Linked DNA regions of Mus musculus: region 1 is linked to region 2. A link is a contact called in public promoter capture Hi-C data. All regions are on one chromosome and are shown on one strand. Each heading gives the region's core, a stretch centred on a gene start, on an enhancer-like site or on the middle of the called end of the contact. The rest is flanking DNA. Distances are from core to core; before and after follow the strand shown.

Region 1 (5,665 bases), core at 1,668-4,167, 50 kb after region 2:
AAATGACCCCCTTTGCCCTCCTAGTACTTCCTTCCTCTTCCATTCTCATGTTCTCATTCTAGTGAGCACTACATGTATGCACAGATCCAAAGACAATGACTCCCTCTTTCCCAGCTAGTCGGATGGCTTGATCTTGTGTAGGTAACCATAGAGGCTTGTGAGTTCATGAGTACAGTGACCATGTTAAATCCAGAAGATGGTCTTTCACAATGCTCTTCCCCATCCTGTGGCTTGTACAATCTTTCTTACTCTCTTTAGCAATATTCCCTGAACTTTAGGCAGAGCGCCCAACATAATCTCAGCAGTTTATCAGTTATGAGTTTCTGCATTGACTCCTGCCATTTTCTCTAAGCAACAAAGAAGCATAAAAATTGAGGAGGCAGTTTGGTAATGTGTGCATTTAACAAAGCAACAGCAGTAAGTTCCCCCTAGGGTCAACAATCTCTCTAGCCATGGTGTTTGACAAGGTTTACAGTATCAGTCTGGTAGGAATTACTTCCTGTGGAGCTGGCCTTAAAGACAAGGAAAGGGGTTGGTTGCCCTCATAAGTTACGCCACTACTGTACCAGGAGGCACATTGCCACATTGCCAGGTAGGTTGGTATTATATCGTGCATGGTCTATTGCCTGTTAACCCATTAAACCATCCTTTTCTTTCTTTCTTTCTTTCTTTTTTTTTTTTTGTGGATTTTTTTTCAAGACAGGGTTTCTCTGTGTAGCTCTGGCTGTCCTGGAACTCACTTTGTAGACCATGCTGGCCTCAAACTCAGAAATCCGCCTGCCTCTGCCTCCCAAGTGCTGGGATTAAAGGCGTGCACCACCACCGCCCAGCCATCCTTTTCTTTATTCTCAGAAATGGAATGACTCAGCAATGCAGTCCTGATTGGTATTTCTCAGTGTTTAAATACAGCTCAGTGGTAAAGTGCTTGCTAAGCATGAATGAGGACATGTCGCCAGCAACGACAGGAAGCGCTGGGGATGGAGAGTGATGCATGTGCATTCCTGCCCCCAAGATGTTCCAGGGATTGGCATTAGGATGTCAGTGTTCCAGACAAGCATTTGTGCCTGATGCCTTATTTCATTGTCGTCTACCCCCCCCCCCCGAAACTTTAAAACATTTCGTGTGTGTGTGTGTGTGTGTGTGTGTGTGTGTGTGTGTGTGTGTGTAAATGTGTAAATGCTGTGTTGTGTACGGGCAGTGTTGGATTCCCCTGGAGCTGGAATTAGACGTGGTTGTGAGACAGGGCATCCATCTTGTGTAAGACAAGATGTGCACTGCTGGCTCAGAAAGGGGGTTCTACAGTGCCTCTGAGAATAGCTGGATGTGTCACCTGCACTAGACCTTTGGTAGCCTTGGCTCAGCATCGAAGAATGTAGGTCAGCGGATAAAAACCTGAGGAATGTGTAGAGCCCTGGAGCCTAGTGGTGTACGACGTGAAGCAAGCTGAACTATAGTAGAACTCAGCTGAGCTTCCTGTGAGCTTGGCTTTCTTCTCTTTCAGTTCTGGATCTCCCCAAAGAGCTGTCAGAAATCTTCGACCCCACGAGAGGTAGGCGGTGTTCCTCCTTTTGATTGGATGCAGGGCATAAGGAGCATAGTTTGAGTTCTGGGTTCCCTTCTAAGGGTATCTGCTGGGTATCCCAGAAAAAGGGTGAGGTTCCTAATGGGCCTGTGTGGGGGTCTCATTCCTGGGCTTTGGTGGGTGGAGGCGCAAGAGCCAGAATCTGAATGAATTGTGTTCATTCCCAGAGTGCATGAGCTCCGAGCTGCTGGAAGAACTGATGTCTTCAGAAGGTGGGTAGCCCAGGAAGATAAGGGTAGCTGTGAGCAAGGGGGTGGGTGACTGCTGGGGGTCTTGGCCTAAGACCTCAGCCTAATGCTTTCTGCAGTGTTTGCCCCCCTCCTCCGACTTTCTCCACCTCCCGGAGACCACGATTACATCTACAACCTGGACGAGAGTGAAGGTGTCTGTGATCTCTTTGATGTTCCTGTTCTCAAACTCTGACTGACAGGGACATGTCCTGTGCAGCTGCAACCCAGACTGTCTGGGCCTGGAGCCAACTAGGGACTGCCCCCCACCCCCACCCTAACCCCAAGAGCCCAACTCTTGGCTTACTCAGCCTTTTCTGGTCGCTCAGTTCGGGCTGTGCTCTCCTGTCTTGCACTGGCACTTGTGACTGTGCTAGCATAGCTGGGCAGAGAGCTTAGCCCTCTCTACATGGAGCCTTCCCCAGCCAGGCTCAGCTGCCCCTCAGTGGCACCTCTGCCTTGTTCCTACCAGTCACTATGAAGGAGGTTCAGAGAGAGGGTGGTGCTGGGTGGTTGCCTACCATCACCTTTCCTTTCCCACCTGCTCACCCTGCAGCCTCTGGACATCTCGGATGCTCCCTGAGAGTCCTGGGATCTCTGGGCAGTCATGGTGGAGGGGGTTAATAAGGAATTGCTGTGTCTAGCTAGGAGTCTGGGAGGGTTGGTACCTAAGAATGGCTCCAGCTCCTGCCCACCCACCCCCATCTCCCTTCACTTCCACTTATTCACTTACCCTCATTTAGAGCCATTGCAGAGATTTAGAAAGATTTACAGTAACGAATGAATTCCTATATAAAGATTATTTTTATACTTTTTTCAACAAAAGGAAATGTAATATTTGTACAGCATTCAAGTGAATAAAGACATGCCTAAGGCTATCTCTGATCTGGTTCTTTGGGGCCCCTACCTGGGACGCTGGATTGTTGCTGAGACTGGGTGGGTCACCTTACTGGAATGGGAGGTGTGGCTGCTGTGTAGGAAGCCTGCTGCCACAGCCTCTACCTGCTGCACCTTGGTGTGGGGCGGGGCCAGGCAGGCCTCTACGGGGCGGAGCAGGGCAGGGCAGGCGGGGTCTTACCCTCCTACCCCTGAGATTAACCCGGAACTAACAGGCTCCTTTGGGAAGGCCTCGGAGCCCGATCAGGAGTGGGAACCTGGGCTGTGAGTGCAGGCTACAAGTCCTAGACCCTAGACCGGGTGCACTCTCGGCGGGAGGTGGCACATTAGTGCCAAGTGCCAGCGGCCACCGCGGCTGGACTATGGCGCCCCCGCGGAATGTGGTGAAGATTGCTGTTCAGATGTCTGACGCCATCCCACAGCTTATCCAGCTAGACCAGGTCAATGGGACTGTCCAAACTCCGCCTCTCGCTTCTGGGTTGTTCCTTTTCCCTCTGGCCAGCCCAGCCCACCCCTCCCAGAAGTCCCTCACCCCAACTCTTTACCGTCGCAACTTGAGTGACAACTCCACTTACAGGCAAAGCCCCTGGCCACTGTACTGAAGGAGGTGTGTGACGCGTAAGTGCTGTGCCGCAAGCCTGGGCAAAGTGGGGGAGGGGCAGGTGGGAGAGGCGCTCCTGGACGTCCCTGGCAGCTTCCTGCCCGCCCCCCCCCCCCCAACACAGGTGGAGCCTGACTCATCCGGAGCACTATGCCCTGCAGTTTGCTGATGGGCACAGGAAATACATCACAGAGAATGTGAGCCCCCCTCCTAGCCCCACATTCCTCAGGATCCCTTTAACCCACCTGGTTTCGATTCCATGGTTTCATTCTCCCTGCTCTGAATGTGAGCTCTTGTACTGACAACCCCAACCCCACCAGTGGATGAGCCGGGTGACTATTTCACAGAGCCCTCCTTAACTGTGCTCCTTTCTGCTGTTCCCTCCAGAACCGCTTGGAGATCAAGAATGGAAGCATCCTGTGTCTCAGCACTGCCCCAGTAATGTTCCCTTCAGCCCTCTCCTCTCCCTTCCTCCCCCTCTGCAGCTGGTTCGGAGGCCCCAGCTCCTTAGTGCCCTACCTAGTGGGCACCCAGACCATCACAGCTCCAGTTGTAGGGGTAACATTCTCTAACCACATCCATCTTTCCTCTACTGCTCCTGGCAGGATCTGAAGGCCCAGCAGCTACTGGGTAGACTGCAGAATACAAGTCGTGAAGGGTGCTGTGAAGTCCTGAGAAACCTGGTCCTGCTGGCCTCAGACATGACCTTTGCCCAGGAGGTCATCAGTCGTGATGGGCTTCAGAAACTAAGCACCATCATTGAAAATGGGGATGAGTGAGCACAGGGCCCAGGTGGACTGGAGGACGTGGTAGGGCTTGGAAATCTTGCTCTGATCCTACTCATCCCCAGATGTTCTCTGTAGCCTAGGGGAGATGCTGGCCCTTGGTCTAAGGGCTTTCTTGGAGCTCATGGAACACGGTGTAGTGTCCTGGGAGACACTCAGCATCTCCTTTGTCAGGAAGGTGTGTCCTTGTCCAGGGGCAATGGGGCAGTACCAGCATTTAGCCCTCATGAATGACAATGACAGCCTCTATCCATCCCTTATAGGTGATATCTTATGTGAACATGAACCTGATGGATGCCTCTGTCCAGCCCCTGGCTCTGAGACTGCTGGAGAGTGTGACCTTGAGCAGTCCTGCCCTGGGCCAGCTGGTGAAGAGTGAGGTGCCACTGGATAGGCTGCTGGTGCACCTGCAAGTGTAAGCCTCTAGGGTACTGTGTGAACGGGGGGGGGGGGGGGGGAAGCAGTGCTGGGCTCCAGGTGGAGATCTGGGCCTGTTCTTCCTCTTGCCGTAGAATGAACCACCAGCTGCAAACCAAGGCCATGGCTCTGTTGACGGCCCTGCTGCAGGGAGCCAGCCCCACTGAACGCAAGGCGAGTCCACGGTGACTAAATGAAGATCAGCAGCTAGTGTGTGCTGTGCTCCAACTTAGAGCAAAAAATCATCTGAACCCTTCTCACCCACTGTAGGAAATGCTTGACCACCTATGGAAGAAGAATCTTCGCCAGTTCATCTACAAGGTAGGATGGACCAGGCCAAGGAGACCCTCTCCCCAGTCTTCCTTCCCCTGGGAGTCTCACCCAAGCCTTGTTGTCTTCCAGAACATCATCCACAGTGCAACACCCATGGGTGACGAGATGGCTCATCACTTGTATGTGCTGCAGGCTCTTACCCTAGGGCTGCTGGAGCCACGGATGCGGACACCACTTGATCCCTACAGCCAGGTGCGAGGGGACAAAGGCTGCAGGGCTACCTAGAATTTTGCTTTGGATCTATGATCTTGACATGCCCCTTACCATGACCTCCAGGAACAGCGGGACCAGCTGCAGGCTCTGCGCCAGGCAGCCTTTGAACCAGAGGGGGAGTCCTTGGGCACAGGGCTCAGTGCAGACCGCCGCCGGTCTCTCTGTGTCCGAGAGTTCCGCAAGTTAGGCTTCTCTGTGAGTTACCCTACCTTAGTTTCCACCCAAGCCTCCATCCAGGCTACAGTTATTCTAGGGCTCGGGCCCCTTCCTGAGCTGCCTGCCCTCTCGTCTGTAGAACAGCAACCCAGCCCAGGACCTGGAGCGTGTGCCCCCCGGCCTGCTGGCCCTGGACAATATGCTCTACTTCTCCAGACATGCACCAAGTGCATACAGTCGGGTCAGTAACAGGCTGGGGCAGGAGGATGGCAGCAGCTCAGCTTCATCAGGGTCTGCATGGAGATCCTGTTACCATTCTCTGTTCCCACTGCCATAGTTTGTGTTGGAGAACAGTAGCCGAGAGGACAAGCATGAATGCCCCTTTGCCCGGAGCAGCATCCAGCTGACAGCGTTGCTGTGTGAGCTGCTCCGTGTTGGGGAGCCTTGTGAGTCG
Region 2 (5,622 bases), core at 2,042-4,541:
ACTCTGTCCTAAGCCTGCTGTTGCCAGGAGAGAACACAGTGTGCAAAAAGAAGCACAAACTTAGAGCCATGATGAGGGCTCTCATAACTAACATGTAATAAAGGACACGTCAGCCCCTGCCCTGCTCACATAGGGAAGACAGGACTCTTTCTCTAGCTAAGAAAATATTCCCAGGATGAGAACAGGCTCCTGCTTTTGGCCCGACATTGCCACGTGGCCCCTAAGGTGAGCAGAGCAGGTAGCATGTCGGTAGTACTTGGTTGCAATATTTGCACTCCATCCACTTTAGTGACTTGATGAGCTGGCTGTGGCTGGTGTGGCCCACTGCCCTTCCCTGCTTCTCCTGTGAGTGCTCCTTGCCGTGCCCAGGTGGCACCTAAGTGGATGAAATCGTTTCCTACCAGGTATGTACCAGGCCTGGTTCCCACTGCTGCTCTGGGAGCCAGCCTTTAAGGTCACCTGTGTCTCTTGGTCCAACCTGGCTGACAGGGCTGCATGTCTCCATCTTGTTTGCCTCTTTTATTTAATGCCAAAGTGTTAGCCAAAGACACCTTCCTCCTTTTGTTACATTACAGCATTCTGTTATGCACTGTGGGCCAGCTCCTTGCCCTAGTTCTGGGCACTGGCCTGGCCTGGCCTGGCTACTTGGTTTGAGGCCTAGAGGCTCAAGGAACACTAGGCTGCTTGGTTTCTTACATGGGTCTTGCTAATGGGAAGTAGCATATATGTGCTTTAAAATAGTAATCCTTTTGAAAAGAATTGAGAAGAGAAACATATAATTTTATCCCATTTTTAATATTTTGGTCTAGCAACTTGTGATACATAGATGACAATTTTGTGAGTTTTTCAAATGTGTGTACAGATTTTTGTAAATAATGACTTTTGTAATTAACTCATGTACAGCCTCATCTTGTATAGTTCATGATGAATGTGCAGGGGACCTGCCCCAGCTGTCTGTATGGTTCCTGGGCCTACAGCCAGGCCTGTGTGGCACTCCCATGACTGATTTGACAGGTGTCTTCCCATTTGGACCTTCGTCTGGCCAGAGACCCTGCACATCCCACTGTCAGGGTAGCCAGGACTCTTCCCATCCTCGTGATCAGAGGAGACTTCCTCGTCCCCCTTCCAATAAAGCACCTATGCCCACAGTGACAGCGTGCCATGTGCTGCCACTGGGCTGTTTGTACTAAAATGTGAGCTGTTGATTTCCTTGAAGCTGGAGTTGAAGAATATGAGCAATCTTATAGTGGAGGAATCTTAGGACTCCTTCCGGGAGGGGGATGGGTCACCCTTCAGAAGTACACTGGCATGGTTTTGTGTGTGTGTGTATAGTGGGCAAGACGGTGACACATGATGGCCCCGCCCCACATGCTACAGGCAAACCTCGACCTGAAGGGCTTAGTTAGCTCTAACACCAGACCTCAAAGGGAACAGATAAGATATGGCCACTGGGAATCCAATGAGAGAAGGAAGGAAGCTAGTAACTATACGAAAATGCCTGCCAGGTCCACGAGGGCTGAGGCCTGGCTATGGGTATATCCACTTGTGTTTGTTTCATCCCAGCCCTAGCTCTCTCAGTGAGTGATCTGGAGAAAAGTCATGTACACCATAAACCCACATGGAAAACCCCTTTGGGTTCTTTCATGTTCTGTCCTGCAGCTGAGTAAGAGAAGTTTGATACCGTGAGAGATAACTAAGAATTCCATTGGAAGGGACCTGTTGCCACAGGCTGCGGATGTGCACAGACTGGGCCCTGAGGCCCATGCAACAAGCGCCACATAAGCCAGATGTCAGCTGCAGACAGCCCATGTACTACCACCAGTTCTCGGTAGAAACAGGGGTCAAAGGTTCGAAGATGAGGTGCAGCTGAAGGCTGGGAGATGCCAAAGGTGCGAAACGCTGGATGAGGCTCTGGTGTGAGCCGCAAGCGCTGCAAACACATGCCTAGAAAGACATCGTCTATGGGAAAGAGCTCAACTTGTGAGCAAGCATCAGCTAGGCGGCGGAGCGTGGCTCCCGAAAGAACAAAGCCGCCGCCACCTGCGTAGGCAGGGTAAACGGGCAGTCCATACACAGCCCGGGGAATGAAGTACTTGCTGGCTCTAGCTCGGATTGGCCTTGCCTGCACAATCACATCACCCGCAAGAAGGTCCTGTGCGGGATCCCGGAGCTCCAGAAACTGCAGCAGGTTCCTCACGTGCACGAACACATCTGCATCGCCCTTAAAAACAAAGTGTACATCTGGACAGAATGCTGAGGCCCAAGATAGAAAGTGAATCTCCTTCAGCGTTAGATTGAAAAAGGTGTCTTCGAAAGCCCAGAGCAGAATGTCTGCATAAGCTCGGCTCTCCGCCTCCAGCAGGGTGCGCCAGTGCGAACGGGTGCCTGCCCCGCCAGAGCCCGCCCCCTTGGGCACGCCCAACAAGAACACTCGGCGCACGAGTGCCCCCTGCACGCGACCCTCGGCTCCCCAAGTCTGGCGAACGGCTTCCCGCCGCTCAAAGTCCGCAGCCACAGACTTGACAGCGATGAGCAGGTCCGGCGAACCGCCGGATGCGCCGTCGCTGCGGCATTTGCGACGCTGGTTAATGAGCAGCGGGAAGCGCCGTTGGTCCTTGGCGCGCAGATACCCGCCGAAGTCAAAGGGGTCCGTAGGTGTGGGCGGCACCGGAGTGTCCCCCTCGTAGGCCAGCGGGGCCGCGCGGGCGGTGTTAGGGAGCTCGCGTGCTCGGAGGCTAGGAGTGGGCCGCGGGAGCTGGGGTCCTCGCGCTGGTGGTCTGGTCGTGGGGGATGCCACGTCGCGCTGCGCGTAGAGCAGGAGTCCGAGGGCGGCGCTGAGCAGCAGCGTAAGCCACGCGTCTGGGCAAAGGCGCGGCCTCCTCCTCCTCCTCATGTCCAGCCCCGCCCTTCACAGGGCCCTCTATCCTTCCTTCATCCACTCTGTCGACCTCCGTCCCTGCCCCTGCCCCCACCGCAGCAGCCTAAGGGACAAAAAGTTCAGCTTCTAACCTCAGCTCCAGCCCAGAAAGGATGCCAAAGTCTGGACAGGGTGACGCAGGCCTCTCCCCTACCGCCCCCTTACCCACCCATCCAGTGCATCAAAGCTGGGTCCCTTCTACCTTTCCCCCTCCCCGCCTCTGACCTTGGTCCTTAGGACCCCAGCACTCACGCTTGACCGCGGGGGAGGGGTGACAACCCCTGAAACTGTCAGTTCAGGGTCCCAAGGGCAGCCATGACCCCGGCTTGAGCCAAATGCAGCGTTGGCAGGAAGGGGGCTGAGGCCGTGCCACGTGATCCTCCAGCTGTGTACGCCCCGACATCTGGAGCTCAGCTCCGCCTTGGTGCAGGGAGTGCCATCTCTGACTGTGGGCTGGTCCCTGAGAGGGCCTCTCACGGGAGACTCTTGCTGAGAAAGCCTAGTATTTTTGATAGGACGCTGGAACTCCGAGTTTCTAAGCTCAAGAAGTAGACAGCTGATAGGCCCCCAACCCCTAAGCCTGAGTGCTTTAACTTTCAGCTCTTCTGGCCGCCATACCGGGCCATCTTTCAGAAAATCTCTTTCAGCAGCCCTGGTTCACCAAGCAGGAGCCACGAATTGCCCCAATAATATAAAGCTGTCTCCTTACTCCTCGCGCTGGTGGTCTGGTCGTGGGGGATGCCCTCCGAACTCTGCCCTGCTTGCCACCAGTAAACACAAGCATACACACCCGAACAATCAAGACAGCAAGTTCTGTTCCTGCAGACTTACCAGCAGCTCTACCCAAAGAGGACCAATACTTAGTGAGCTAAGTGACTTGCCCCAGGTTGACACAGCCAGAACGCACTGCCCCCAGGAATCTCCCACCCAGCGCTCCTTTGTTCTCTTCATCCACTGGATACAGGAAATGGAACCACTTCTGCCTACAGTAATTTCCCAGACAAGCTCTTCATTCCTGTCACTCCATGCCCGTTCCTGCTCCCCAACATAGCATCCTTGAGGTAGAACTGCCCATGCTGTTGCCTCTGCAGTACAGTTTGGGGTGTCAGGGATTGGTGTTTGCGGGAGGCTTCTAGAAGAGCCCATTGAGCCCAGGTAGGCTGTTTTCTAGATCCCCTGGTTTTCCTACCTCTGAGCTGCTTTGTCATCCAGGCCAAACCACCCACTCTTACCTGCCCACTAGTCTTTTAGGGTTCTGAGGATAAGCTGTGTTATGTACCCTGCATAGCCTCAAGCTAATGACGCCCAAAGTGTTGGGATTACAAGCCTACACTAGTATTCCAGCTCCATTCTTGATTGGTTTCCTCAATTGGGGAACTATAGAGACAGCTGAGCTCCAGAGTCACCAGGATAGTCATTCTTAGTGAATAGAGTGATCAGGGTCTCCCCAGGCCTTCATCCCACTGGCAAATATGACTCCTGGCCATCAGCTTGCCCTAGTCCTCAGCCAAGGACACTGGCCTGTTGCATTCTTCCTCCCAAGCAGCTGTTGATATTCATCCCATTCTCTATCTATCTCTGTCTTGGCCTCTCTCCTCTCCAGGCTTCCTGCCCAAAGGCCTCCAAAGGTGTCTCACTGGCCTTGTTATAAAATCCCAACTCTGGAAGGCTGAGGGTGTGACTCGGTTGCAGACCTAGCATGTGAGAAGCCCCGAGTTTAAGCTCGAGCGTTCTATAAAGTAGGCACGGTGGTACATGCCTGTAACCCCAGCACTCAGGAGGGTTAGAAGTTCAGGGCCATCCCTGGTTTCACAGGGAACTTGATGCCAACCTGAGCTACATAAGACATTGTCTCATAATAAGGGGCAGGGTCAAACTCTGGAGTCTCTAAACAGCCACGGAAGGAGGAACTTTGGGGATAGGTGTGCACGTATGCACACACAGATGTGCAGGTGTGGTATATGGGGTCAGGAGGTGGGGCAGGGAGTTAGGATCTGAACTCCTTGGTCTCTATGCTGCTCTGGACTTTCCACCCAGCAACTGTGTGGCAGAAAGGGGCATTTTATGTACACATCCCTTGTTCTTTTTTCATTTCTAAATCCTTTTTTAAAATTAGGCTTGGGTGCCGGGTAGAAGGCAGTAAAAGACAAAAAAGTGAAGTCTCAGAAGAGCACGAAGAAGACAAAGGTTTAACTTGAAGTTAGGAAACAGAGCCCAAGGCCAGGTGGTGGTGGTGCACACCTTAATCCTAGCACTTGGGAGGCAGAAGCAGGCAGATTTCTGAGTTCAAGGCCGGTCTGGTCTACAGAGTGAGTTCCAGGACAGCCAGGACTGCACAGAAAAACCCTGTCTCGAAAAACAAAACAAAACAGAAGAAAAAGCCGGGCGTGGTGGCGTGCGTGCCTTTAATCCCAGCACTCGGGGGGGGGGGGGGCGGGGGGGGGGCAGAGGCAGGCGGATTTCTGAGTTTGAGGCCAACCTGGTCTACAAAGTGAGGTCCAGGACAGCCAGAGCTACACAGAGAAACCCTGTCTTAAAAGACAGAAGAAAAAGAAAGAAAAAAAAAAAGAAAGAAACATCTCTCCAACCCCTGAAGATTTTTTAATTGTGTGTGTGTTCATGTGGGTACAAGGGCCTGAAGCAGAACCCTAGCCAGGCTAACCTGGGACTCACTAATTAGCTCAGGCTGGCCTCATAGGGAACCA

What was found. Capture Hi-C pulls out chosen DNA fragments and counts their contacts.
Region 1: a promoter capture Hi-C map of pancreatic islet shows a contact between it and region 2. The contact joins the promoter of Elmo3 here to the promoter of B3gnt9 in region 2. A contact is called at or near these places in 12 of 39 promoter capture datasets (the 3T3-L1 cell line, 3T3-L1-derived adipocytes, the HPC-7 cell line and 8 more), 4 of 15 datasets of contacts at CTCF or cohesin (CD8 T cells, the NIH/3T3 cell line, embryonic stem cells and 1 more), 92 of 484 Hi-C or Micro-C datasets (B cells, CD4 T cells, CD8 T cells and 54 more), 14 of 115 datasets of contacts at active chromatin or transcription factors (CD8 T cells, the SCID.adh cell line, astrocytes and 7 more) and 4 of 9 other capture datasets (adipose tissue, liver, macrophages and 1 more).

What each region holds. Positions count from the first base shown.
Region 1 is chr8:105,302,684-105,308,348 of GRCm38.p6, forward strand. It overlaps Elmo3 (engulfment and cell motility 3), which reads left to right and starts at 2,918. Exons shown (of 20, transcript NM_172760.3): 1 at 2,918-3,146; 2 at 3,284-3,324; 3 at 3,432-3,504; 4 at 3,695-3,745; 5 at 3,913-4,082; 6 at 4,171-4,270; 7 at 4,356-4,507; 8 at 4,605-4,683; 9 at 4,780-4,830; 10 at 4,912-5,034; 11 at 5,119-5,250; 12 at 5,351-5,452; 13 at 5,549-5,657. The coding sequence starts at 3,069. E2f4 (E2F transcription factor 4) reads left to right here. Exons shown (of 10, transcript NM_148952.1): 8 at 1,502-1,549; 9 at 1,750-1,794; 10 at 1,890-2,687. The coding sequence ends at 2,005.
Region 2 is chr8:105,251,862-105,257,483 of GRCm38.p6, forward strand. It overlaps B3gnt9 (UDP-GlcNAc:betaGal beta-1,3-N-acetylglucosaminyltransferase 9), which reads right to left and starts at 3,292. Exons shown (of 2, transcript NM_178879.4): 1 at 3,170-3,292; 2 at 777-2,981. The coding sequence starts at 2,893. The coding sequence ends at 1,694. D230025D16Rik (RIKEN cDNA D230025D16 gene) reads left to right here. Exons shown (of 16, transcript NM_145604.3): 16 at 1-1,192.